Linked DNA regions of Ovis aries: region 2 is linked to region 1. Evidence: chromatin contacts called from public Hi-C data. All regions are on one chromosome and are shown on one strand. Each heading gives the region's core, a stretch centred on a gene start, on an enhancer-like site or on the middle of the called end of the contact. The rest is flanking DNA. Distances are from core to core; before and after follow the strand shown.

Evidence for each region. A called contact is a pair of places that touch in the nucleus more often than the background predicts.
Region 2: a contact with region 1 is called in a Hi-C map of liver, with 5 times the contacts expected there. The contact joins the enhancer-like site here to the promoter of MTSS1 in region 1. A contact is called at or near these places in 2 of 16 Hi-C or Micro-C datasets (hypothalamus and liver).

Annotation. Positions count from the first base shown.
Region 1 is chr9:28,423,628-28,428,389 of ARS-UI_Ramb_v3.0, forward strand. It overlaps MTSS1 (MTSS I-BAR domain containing 1), which reads left to right and starts at 2,539. Exons shown (of 15, transcript XM_042254145.1): 1 at 2,539-3,104. The coding sequence starts at 3,033. LOC121820383 (a long non-coding RNA gene) reads left to right here. Exons shown (of 3, transcript XR_006060900.2): 3 at 1-1,206.
Region 2 is chr9:28,575,235-28,579,996 of ARS-UI_Ramb_v3.0, forward strand. It overlaps MTSS1 (MTSS I-BAR domain containing 1), which reads left to right. Exons shown (of 15, transcript XM_042254145.1): 10 at 822-1,041. Among named protein-coding and RNA genes, the nearest start is that of NDUFB9, 19 kb to the right of the region's middle. Within about 2 kb of position 1,962, at least 6 of the 54 cell types and tissues checked have an H3K27ac peak or open chromatin away from gene starts, as enhancers often do. A contact at or near this core is called in liver, where this site is marked.

The sequences.
Region 1 (4,762 bases), core at 1,289-3,788:
TGGGATCAGGCTGAGAATGACCCTTGACCTGGTCCCTACTTCTTTCTCAAATTTTATTTCATTGTGGTAGGAACGCTTCACATTTGATCTACCCGCCTGACAGATTTTAAAGTGTACAATATGGCATGGTTAATTATAAGCAGTGTTGTGCAACAGACCTCTGGAAGTTGTTTGTCCTGCATAGCTGAGATTTCATGATCATTGATTAGAAACTCCCCATGCCCCCACCCCCAGCTCCTGGTGACCAGCATTCTTTTCTCTCCAATTAGATGAGCTTGACAAGTTTACACACTTCATATGAGTGGAATTGCGAAGTATTTGTCCTCTGACTTAGCTGTGTCTTGTCACTTAGCATAATGTCCTTGGTCTAATCCATGTTGTCCCATAATGCAGGATTTCCTTCTTTTAAAAGGTTTATTTATGTCTCTTTCCCTGTCTTGCATACAGGGTCGTCATTGCCATCTTCCTAAATTCCATATATATGTGTTAGTATACTGTATTGGTGTTTTTCTTTCTGGCTTACTTCACTCTGTATAATCGGCTCCAGTTTCATCCATCTCATCAGAACTGATTCAAATGAATTCTTTTTAACTGCTGAGTAATACTCCATGTAAGAATTAAAGATTTTAAAATTAAAAAAATAAAAATAAAAGAAAAAGGAAAAAAAAAAATAAAAGGTTTATTTATTTTTATCTTTTGGCCTCGAGGTATATGGGATCTTATTTCCCTGACCAGGGATTGAATCTGCACCCCCGGCATTGGCAGCATAGAGTCAGGGAAATCCTGGGATTTCCTTCCTTTTTAAGGTTAATGTCTCATTGTGTGTACAGACTACATTTTCTTTATCAGTTTAACTGTCATGGACATTTAGGTTGTTCCCACATCTTGGCTATTGTGAACAGTGCTGCAGTGAATCTATTTCTGTTGATGAGATTTATTGAGTGCTTATTTACTATAGGCCAGGAACTAGTCTAAATGCTTTATGTATAACAGTGCAGGTAAAACTCAGAACAGCCCTATGCGGTTGATGCTCCCTTTATCCCCATTTGCAGGTGAAGAAACTGAGGCCCATTTAGTATGGCCAAAGCGCATACCATGAATTGGTTTTCACCCGGAGCTTGAACCCAGGCAATCTGGCCCTACAAGCAGTGATTCTGATATACTGATAGTATTGAAATCATAATAATGATAATGATCAAAAGCAAACTATGTGTCAAGGTTATTGCCAAGGTGAAGATGAGAGTTATGCATCCAAGTGACCTTGGGGACAGGATCCAGGGGGTTGCCCAAGAGATGAGCTAATTCTAGCAGTAACACTCATGACTTGGGGAACAGGGGTGGAGAGAGAGACGATGACTAAGAATGGGGCAGGGTGGCCCAGAGGAAAATTATCTTCTACAGCTCCATGCATCGCTTTGGTTCACGCAGTTTGCAAAGCCAGATCTTTTCCTAGTTCTGAGTCTGCTAGGAGCCTGTACAGCATTTTGCAGTTTCTTTTGTTACCCTCTCCCACCTTTCCTCCTGCTTTGTGCTTCAAACAAGGGAACAGCTTTGTGCTTCAAGGGTCAAGGAACAGCCCAGACCTGGGGGCTTGTTTTCAGGTCTTTGCAAATCTACTCATTTGACTCCCCTCCTCCTTGTCTATTTGGTGTTGATCTAAATGACAGATCTGGTTGCGTGGTTAGGCGGTGGAGTTGGGAAAACAAACCACCAGCTCCCAAATCAACCTGAGTTCTTTGGTACCATTTCCAGGTTAAAACTCCCAGCGGGGCTCTCTGCAGTACCACCACCACCCGGATGTTCTCAGACCGCTTGAAAAACCACCGCCCAAGTCAGGGGCAGTCAGCAATCTCCATAAACTGACGAGCAGGACAGAGAAGCGCAATGCCATTTATTTTGCAATAGCAAAATCAATCCACTTTCCCATAATCCTGCAACTTACTGAACTCGGCATCTCGCTGCAGGATACGCCCCCGAACTCTTCCTAATTACGTATTTGGCTGCTTGCAATAGTGACTTGGCTCTGCAGTCCTGATAGCAGAGAACGGGCCTCTTAGAAGCCTGCAGCAGCAACAGCAGTAGCGGCAGTTTTCCCGCCCTACCGAGCGCTCCCTAGTTGCAAGGTACTGCGCTAATCGTGCCACCGTGCAAGTCCCCGAGGCCGACGGCTGCACCCTCCGTGCCAGGCGCTCGCAGCCATTGTGGTGTGGGCGCTAGACCAGCCGCGTGCTGACACTCCCTCTCGGCTCTGCGACCCGCGGCCCAGGGGAGGCGGGGGGCGGGTGCTGGGCGGAGGAGGCTCCCGCGGGGATTGGATCTTCCCCGCACCGCCCGCGCGCCTGCCGGCTCTATTCTGCGGCCGGCGCCCCACGCGCCTCCCGGGCACGCGCTCCCAGCCCCGCCCGCGTGCGGCGGCCGCGCGGCCCCGTATGCGCGCCCTCCCCGCGCCTCCCCGCGGACGCAAGGCCGCGAGCGCGCGTGCGCCCCTGCGAACGTCCGCAAGAGCCGAGCTGTAGCGAGCGCTGGGGCTGGGCGCGCAGGACAGAAAAGGAGGCGGCGGCCGCGGCTGCTAGCAACAGATCAGGGCTCCGCGAGCAGACCCGATCTGCTCTTGGGCGATTTTTTTTTGTTTCATTTCAGAAACATCAGTTAAATTAGAAAATCTTGCATTTTGAAATGGCGCTGGCCCCTGGTCAGCGGGCGATTTTCTCTGCTTCAAGATGGGCTTTGCCGTTTCTGTCGTGGGCACCAGTGGTGGCCTGATTGTCAGTCTTCTCCGGGCATTTTTAAGGCCAGGAGCGGAGCGCTGCCTGTAGGCGCCCTACGGAGCGGGTTGGCTTTAAAAATATTTTAGTATTATTTTGGGGAGAGAACAGTCGATCTCGGGCATTTCGTCCTCTTTGCAGAAGAGGCTGCGAGTCGGAGGTGGGTCACTCGGACGGTGAAATTCCTCCCGGGGTGAGAGATCCCCGGCCCCGCGCACAGTCCAGGCGGCTCCAAGTGTGTGTCCTGCCCCTGCCCGCGCCGGGAAAATGGAGGCTGTGATTGAGAAGGAATGCAGCGCGCTCGGAGGCCTCTTCCAGACCATCATTAGCGACATGAAGGTAGGACGCCGGGTGAGCGGCTGCGGCCGCCGCTGCGCTCTGACCTCGCCGCGAGTCTTCGCCTCCGCCCCGGGCCAGCCGCCCGGCCCTTGCCTGCGCCGTGGCCGCCGGCCACCTGCGAGAGCGCTCTGGCCCGGGTGTCACCTGCTCACCCGGGGCGCCGCTCTGGGTTCTGCTGGGTCACCGAGCGGACGGCTTCTCTCGGTGGGGACGAGGGGTGGGGAGCTTTATCTGATGGTCCCTGCCCGCTCCCGCTCATTGTCCCAGGGGACCGCATCATCTCATTTCCCTGGGGGCCCGGGGCCCTGGCTCCAAGTTTTCCATTGTCTGTCGCTGGTCTGAGTGTCTGCGACCCGCAGGGGGTGGATGCTTGGGCGGACACCTGATTCCCCAGGGTACGGGAGGGGGCGCCTGGCGCGGTGGTGGGGAGAGGGGAGGGGCTCTGCCCAGCTGTGAGAAGGAGCCCCCCAGCCCGAGAGACTGGGAAGGAGACCTCCCTCTCGCTCGTGGTCTTTCAGGTCCACCTGGGGGCGATCTGAGCAAATTAGGTATTAATTAGGCTCTTCCAAAGCTGGTTAGGGTTTTCGTGCCTCCCCTCGGCCCTCCCCTGGGGTGTGGAGCAGAAGTTCCCAGAGCAGTCTTGCGGGGGACCCCACGTCCCCAGACTGAGGCTCCCAGCCCGAAGGCGGGACTGGGGCATCTTAAACAACTGTATCCCCGACCCGCCTAACACGCACAGACACCAGGTTTTCTCTTGGAAGGATTGTGAAGACTGTGTGTGTGTGTCTGTGCGTGTGTGTGTGTGTGTGTGTGTGTGTGTGCGCGTGTGCGCGCGTGCCCGCCCGCGCGCGCGTGAGTGTGTGTGATGGGGGCGGGGAACAACACCCAGGCTTTTTCCTGCGAAGGGTGGGACTGGGGATAACCTGATCCTTGAATGTGGATTTTCTGTGCATAGAGATAGACCAGGGCCCTGTGTTACTTACTAATCTAAAGGAAATATAACCAGCCGCGCGAGCTGGCTGGAGGTGGGAATTGGGGGCGGTGGGGGGAATTTTTTTTTTCATGTGTATTTAGGGAGCTTCTCTTTGGCTCTAGCCCAGCCCCAGTTTGCCTCAACAGATCCGGGGAGGTGGTGTTTAATTAAAAGCTCTGCTTCCAAAACGAGTGGGCAGGTTTGGAAAGCTGTGCAGCGAGTGGGTGTGGACAGCCCCTCTTCAGCCGCTGCCTGCACGTCTGGAGGTGCTTTTGTCTGTTGAAATGTAAGGTTTGGAGAGGGTTTCCGCCTGGGAGATGGACTTTGGGAAGGAATGCTCAGCTGTCACGGCCTGTTTTCTCCTCTTAGCACCAACTGCCACCTCGCCCAGGGTGAACTTTGCCAAGGTGCCTGCGTCCTGGTCTGGTCCATTTTGAAATCCTCCTGCAGAGCCTGTGCCTTTTGTCAGAAATTGACATTCGTGGAGCATTCTGTTCAGCGACCTCGCTTGCCCAGGAATGCCTCTAATCCAGCCCGTTGGAATTAGATGGATTATGTCCTGTTCAAAGACAGCGCTTTCATTCCTTTGCCCCCAACCCCCATTGAATAATTGAGACAAAGCTTGGTTCCCTCTGTGGACTCTGGGATATTTCTTGTTAAGTGAAGTCTACAGGCCTTGTAATCA
Region 2 (4,762 bases), core at 712-3,211, 150 kb after region 1:
CTCTGCCTGTTTGGACCAGGAGACTTTGTTCAGTTTTCCGGGTTTCATAATTTGAGTGTAGGACATACTGCTTACGACTGGAAATGGAACAGGCAGAACTCCAGAGGGCAAGTGTCATTTTCCGACATCCTGTTTACTGTTCCATCCTGGAAGCAAACAGCTTCGATTGATGACCTTTGGTCCCTGAAAGCTGCCTGCCTCTTGCCAGGTGTTCTGTTTGCTGGGCTCACAGATAGTTGAACAGAGAAGTACCTGTGTTCAGGGTCAAACCATTCATTAAACCACCAACTTTGTTAATAATAAAATGTAAAATACACGAACACAGAGTTGTCTCACATACGGGTATCTTGAATTAGACACACTTAGGATGCAATCACCTTGAGGAATCTCTTGGTGCCAAGCGATGGTTGGCCAGGTTGATCCCGATGGTTCACCTAAGGAAGACACTTGGGTGCTCCAACTAGGTCATGCTGAAGCCTTCATATGGTTTTTGTGAGTAGAGGGTATGAACCTTTTTCATGCCTCAGACATCGAGTCCCCTGGCTTTGCTGGTCGGTGACACAGCAGAGCTGGGCAGCACTTGACAGTCTAAAATCACAGCCTTCCATCCTAAAGATGCCTCATTGCGTCTCGGAGAACCACGGCTCCATAGCTGCTTTTCGCCCCTTGCTCACACAGAAAAGACCTTTTGTTTACTCGCTTAGTGATTGGGTGTTTTGAAAACATGTCTCACTGTGTGCGCTGCTTCTCGGGGCTGGGGGCGGGTTGCGTGATGCCGTTCTCCCCCGTCACCCTTGCCATCTGTCCCGCTGCCCCCGCAGCAGCCTGAACAGCGTCAACAGCAGCGACTCGCGGTCCAGCGGCTCCCACGGCTCCCACTCGCACTCGCCCAGCTCCCACTTCCGCTACCGCGGCTCCAGCCTGGCCCAGCAGGCGCCCGTGCGGCTGTCCAGTGTGTCCTCCCACGACTCAGGGTTCATCTCCCAGGACGCCTTCCAGTCCAAGTCGCCGTCCCCCATGCCGCCCGAGGCCCCCAACCAGGTAAGAATGTCCTTGGCCCCAGGAGCAGCCGCCACACCTGAGGCCCTGGATCAGTCTTGATGGCTGGAACCAGAGAGGGAACTGGAGAGCTTGGACAGACCCTGGTCATCTGCCATGGGGAACCTCTGGTTTAATTTCTCATCGTTAGATGAGCTGATCCCCTAAAGGGAGAGAATATAAGTGGGGGTTAAAACTTATGATTGGGCTTCCCTGGTAACTCACATGGTAAAGAATCCGCCTACAATGCGGGAGACCTGGATTCGATCCCTGGGTGGGGAAGATCCCCTGGAGAAGGAAATGGCTAACTACTCCAGTATTCTTGCCTGGAGAATCCCATGGACAGAGGAGCCTGGCGGGCTACAGTCCATGGGGTCTCACAGAGTTCGACACCACTGAGTGACTTTCACTGACTCAAAGCTTATGATCACCATGTGGGTGATAGTTGTCACCCCATTGATTTGGACAGTTTTCACACTTGTGTAGACAGGTATGTAGACAGACTCAAAGTCTTGGAGTCTTGGCTGCTCTCTGTGTCCCTGTGGCTGGCTTGGCATGATATAGTCATTATCCCATTTGCACATGGGAACAGAGATTCTGCTGTTGAACAACGCCTCGGAGCCCTTCCTTGGCACTTTCAGCTTCCTTGTATCAATTTATGATGAGGATGAGAATAAGAAAGTATCTTCAGTGCTCATGCAGGTAATTCTGTGAGCATCTTCCTCCTGGGAGAAGGGGAGGTGTTGAGTTTCTTTGAATACAGTTGGGTTAGATGGCACTAAATGCCCAGCCCTTTAGCTGCAGAAGAGCAGAAGGCAGGAGCTGGGCATCGAACACCCTTCACCTGCTCCGCTGTGTCCCTTTTTTGTGTCAGTGGGTTGGCGTCTAGACTAGCAAGCACAACATACAGGCAACTAGGAAATGTGAACATCCAGGATGTCCCCTCAGCGCCATCTGCTGGGGAGCATGGTGACTGCGAGCCCATTGCATATTGGGTTTGCCAAAAAGATCATTAGGGTTTTTCCAAAGTAAGACATTAACTTTTTGGTCAACCCAATATAATACATTTTGAGACCAACCACAGCCTTTGGCCCAAGATCCTTTGGATTCAGAAGGTCACGTGCTTGTCTTGTTCATCCAGGTATCCAATTTGCCTGAGAGTCAGCAAGTATCTCCTGGGTGCCAGGCACCGTCCTAGGAGCTCCTGCCTATTGTCTATGTAGTCCTGCCAGCAGCCGCTTGGAGTGTTGTTATCCCTGTTTTGTTGGAGAAACAGGCTAAGATGTAAAGCAGTTTGCCCGAGTGGCACAGTTATGTGACCTGCAGTCGGGGATCTGGAACGAGGGTTTCTAGCAACTGGTCCAGCGGCCTTTCTGCACCACCCTGGCCATAAGGTGCCCCTAGCAGAGTGTTCTGGGGAGCACTCCACGTTGAGGAAGCATCTGTCATGTTCTGGGAGCCAGACAGCCACTCGCATGATGCATCTGACATTGGTGAACCCAGAGCTGCTCAGCCTAGAGCCCCGCCTTTGGCATTTCACAGCTGTCCCTGGGGGCGCTGTTGCCTCTCTCTGTCTTCCTGGGGTTGAGATTCAATTTTAAGCAGAAATGCTCGGAGCTGGGAGCTGCAGCTTTAAGTCCTCTACTTGTCCTAGCTGGGTGCTTTGGCTCACTCACTCTTTAAGAGGTCCCGCCTTGTGTGGCACTAAGCTGTACCTGTGTGTCTCGTGAGCCTCGAGTGAGTGTGGTAGAGAGGGAGCAGGGATTTGCAGCTCCTCAAAGGCTTTTCTAATGTGCAGTGTCATTCTCTGTGTGTTTTTAATCAACTGATGCATTAACAAAATATCGTGCGCTGACACCCCTTTCTAAAAAAAGAGGCCATGTGCTCCAGCTTTGCTGAATGAAGCAGGGTTTCTGCCTCCAGTCATGTCAAGGGAAACAGAAGGCGGGATCGTTGGGATTTACTTAAATCTGAAAGCCGGTGCCTAAGATAAATGCTTGGCTAAGCAACTCTAGGGTAGTTTGAGTAAACTCAGGGATGCTGCAGAATTTAATTGAGAATTCTGTTTTTCTTGAAAAAGGCGTTATGACTGCTTCTAAGGCAGAGGGGAAATTTAAGGAGATTGTACACCTCACACAGGGCAGAGGGTATAGTTTCCTAGGGGAAGTATTATTACCTTTATTTGGGTGGGAGGAAGGGAGCACACATCCATAAGCAGGGAAATCCCTCGGGTGCATGGGTGTAAATGAATGCCTCGTGGCAGGATGTTTTCAGGATTCTCCCTCTGTCCTCTACTCTGCTCTTTACAAGTTGTGCCACGTGTGCCCAGGAGAGATGGGACCACGTCTGCAGCGGGGCTCCTGCCTAGAACCGTTCACTCCACCCACTCAAGGGGCTCTTCAGGAAAAAATGAGCAGAAGTCAGACGAAATAAGAACCTGTAGTCCTGGGGTGCTGTACTGTTTCTCTTTTTTCAAATTGAACTTATTTAATTAGAGGAGCCAAAATAAGTAGTTCTGGTAAATTATAACTGGCTTTTTTTTACAGTTGGTTAAGCACTACATACATAGATACACACACACACAATCTCATTTAATCTTCATCCAATAGATATTATTGATCCCTATTCTAAAGAGGGGGGAAAAATGAGGTTTTAGAGAGATTAAACCCATGGTTCCTAGCCTGGGAAGTGGCAGAAAAAGGACTTCAAACTTTCAGACTTAAGGTCCTAGACTGCTAACCAAACACTGAGCTGGGGAGGCGGCCGGGACCTCCACTATGGGGTCTGCCCTTGCTTTGGCTCCAAGGAGTGCACATGCAGTGCCTTTTTGGTTCCTTGCTCTTGCAGGATGGGAGCACCGGCTTTCAGATTTAAGTCAGTCCCAACAGGCCCGCCTTCTGCTTCCCGTTCGTGACTGGAGGCTGAAACCCCGCTTCATTCAGCCTGATCCACACGCACAGAGCAAGGCTGGAGGAACCTTCCTTTGGCGGGTGAAAGTTGGGGGACAGAAACATGAATCTGGCCTCCTTGCCAGTGAAACAGGGACACTTCCAGGGAAAGAGTAAAGAGGCTCAGACTTGCTTATACGGATGGGATGAGAGTGCAGTTAACAGTGAAGAAAATGGAAAGCACATGCCTGGGTGGGCCCAGAGCATGCCCCCCGGTGGGATGGCGGTGGGGCACAGGTACATGGAAGAAATAGCCATTGTCACTCATCCATTCAGCACTGTTAGGCACCTGCCCTGTGCCAGGACAGGACCAGAATGTCAAGATGCAGTGCTGAATTAACAGGCAGTCTCTGCCTCGGCTGAAGGTTAGGGCCTGGGAGCAGGTGCCTGGTTGACACTGGGAGACGGGCAGGGACTGGAGGTTTAATCAGATCAGCCTGAAGAGATGTTTTCTCAAGGCAGACCTCAGTTCTGTGATGTCTCAGATCTCACTGGATGGTTCACCCTCTCTATGATGGCCACGCGAAACATTGCCCTAACCACTGGACTTCACTGCCCAGAGCCTCAAAATCACCCCCCAGGCAGAAAGACCTAAAATCTTGTCCTGTGAAGATACAGCTTCACAGCTGGAAACCACCCCTTAGGGATCCAGAGGCTGCATGTGATAAAGGGAGAGAATCCAGCAGTTAGAGCCATTCTAAGGAGACAAGGGACTTCCCTGGGAGCTCAGCATCTTCCTCAGGAGATGTAGGTTCAGTATCTGGGTCCGGAAGACC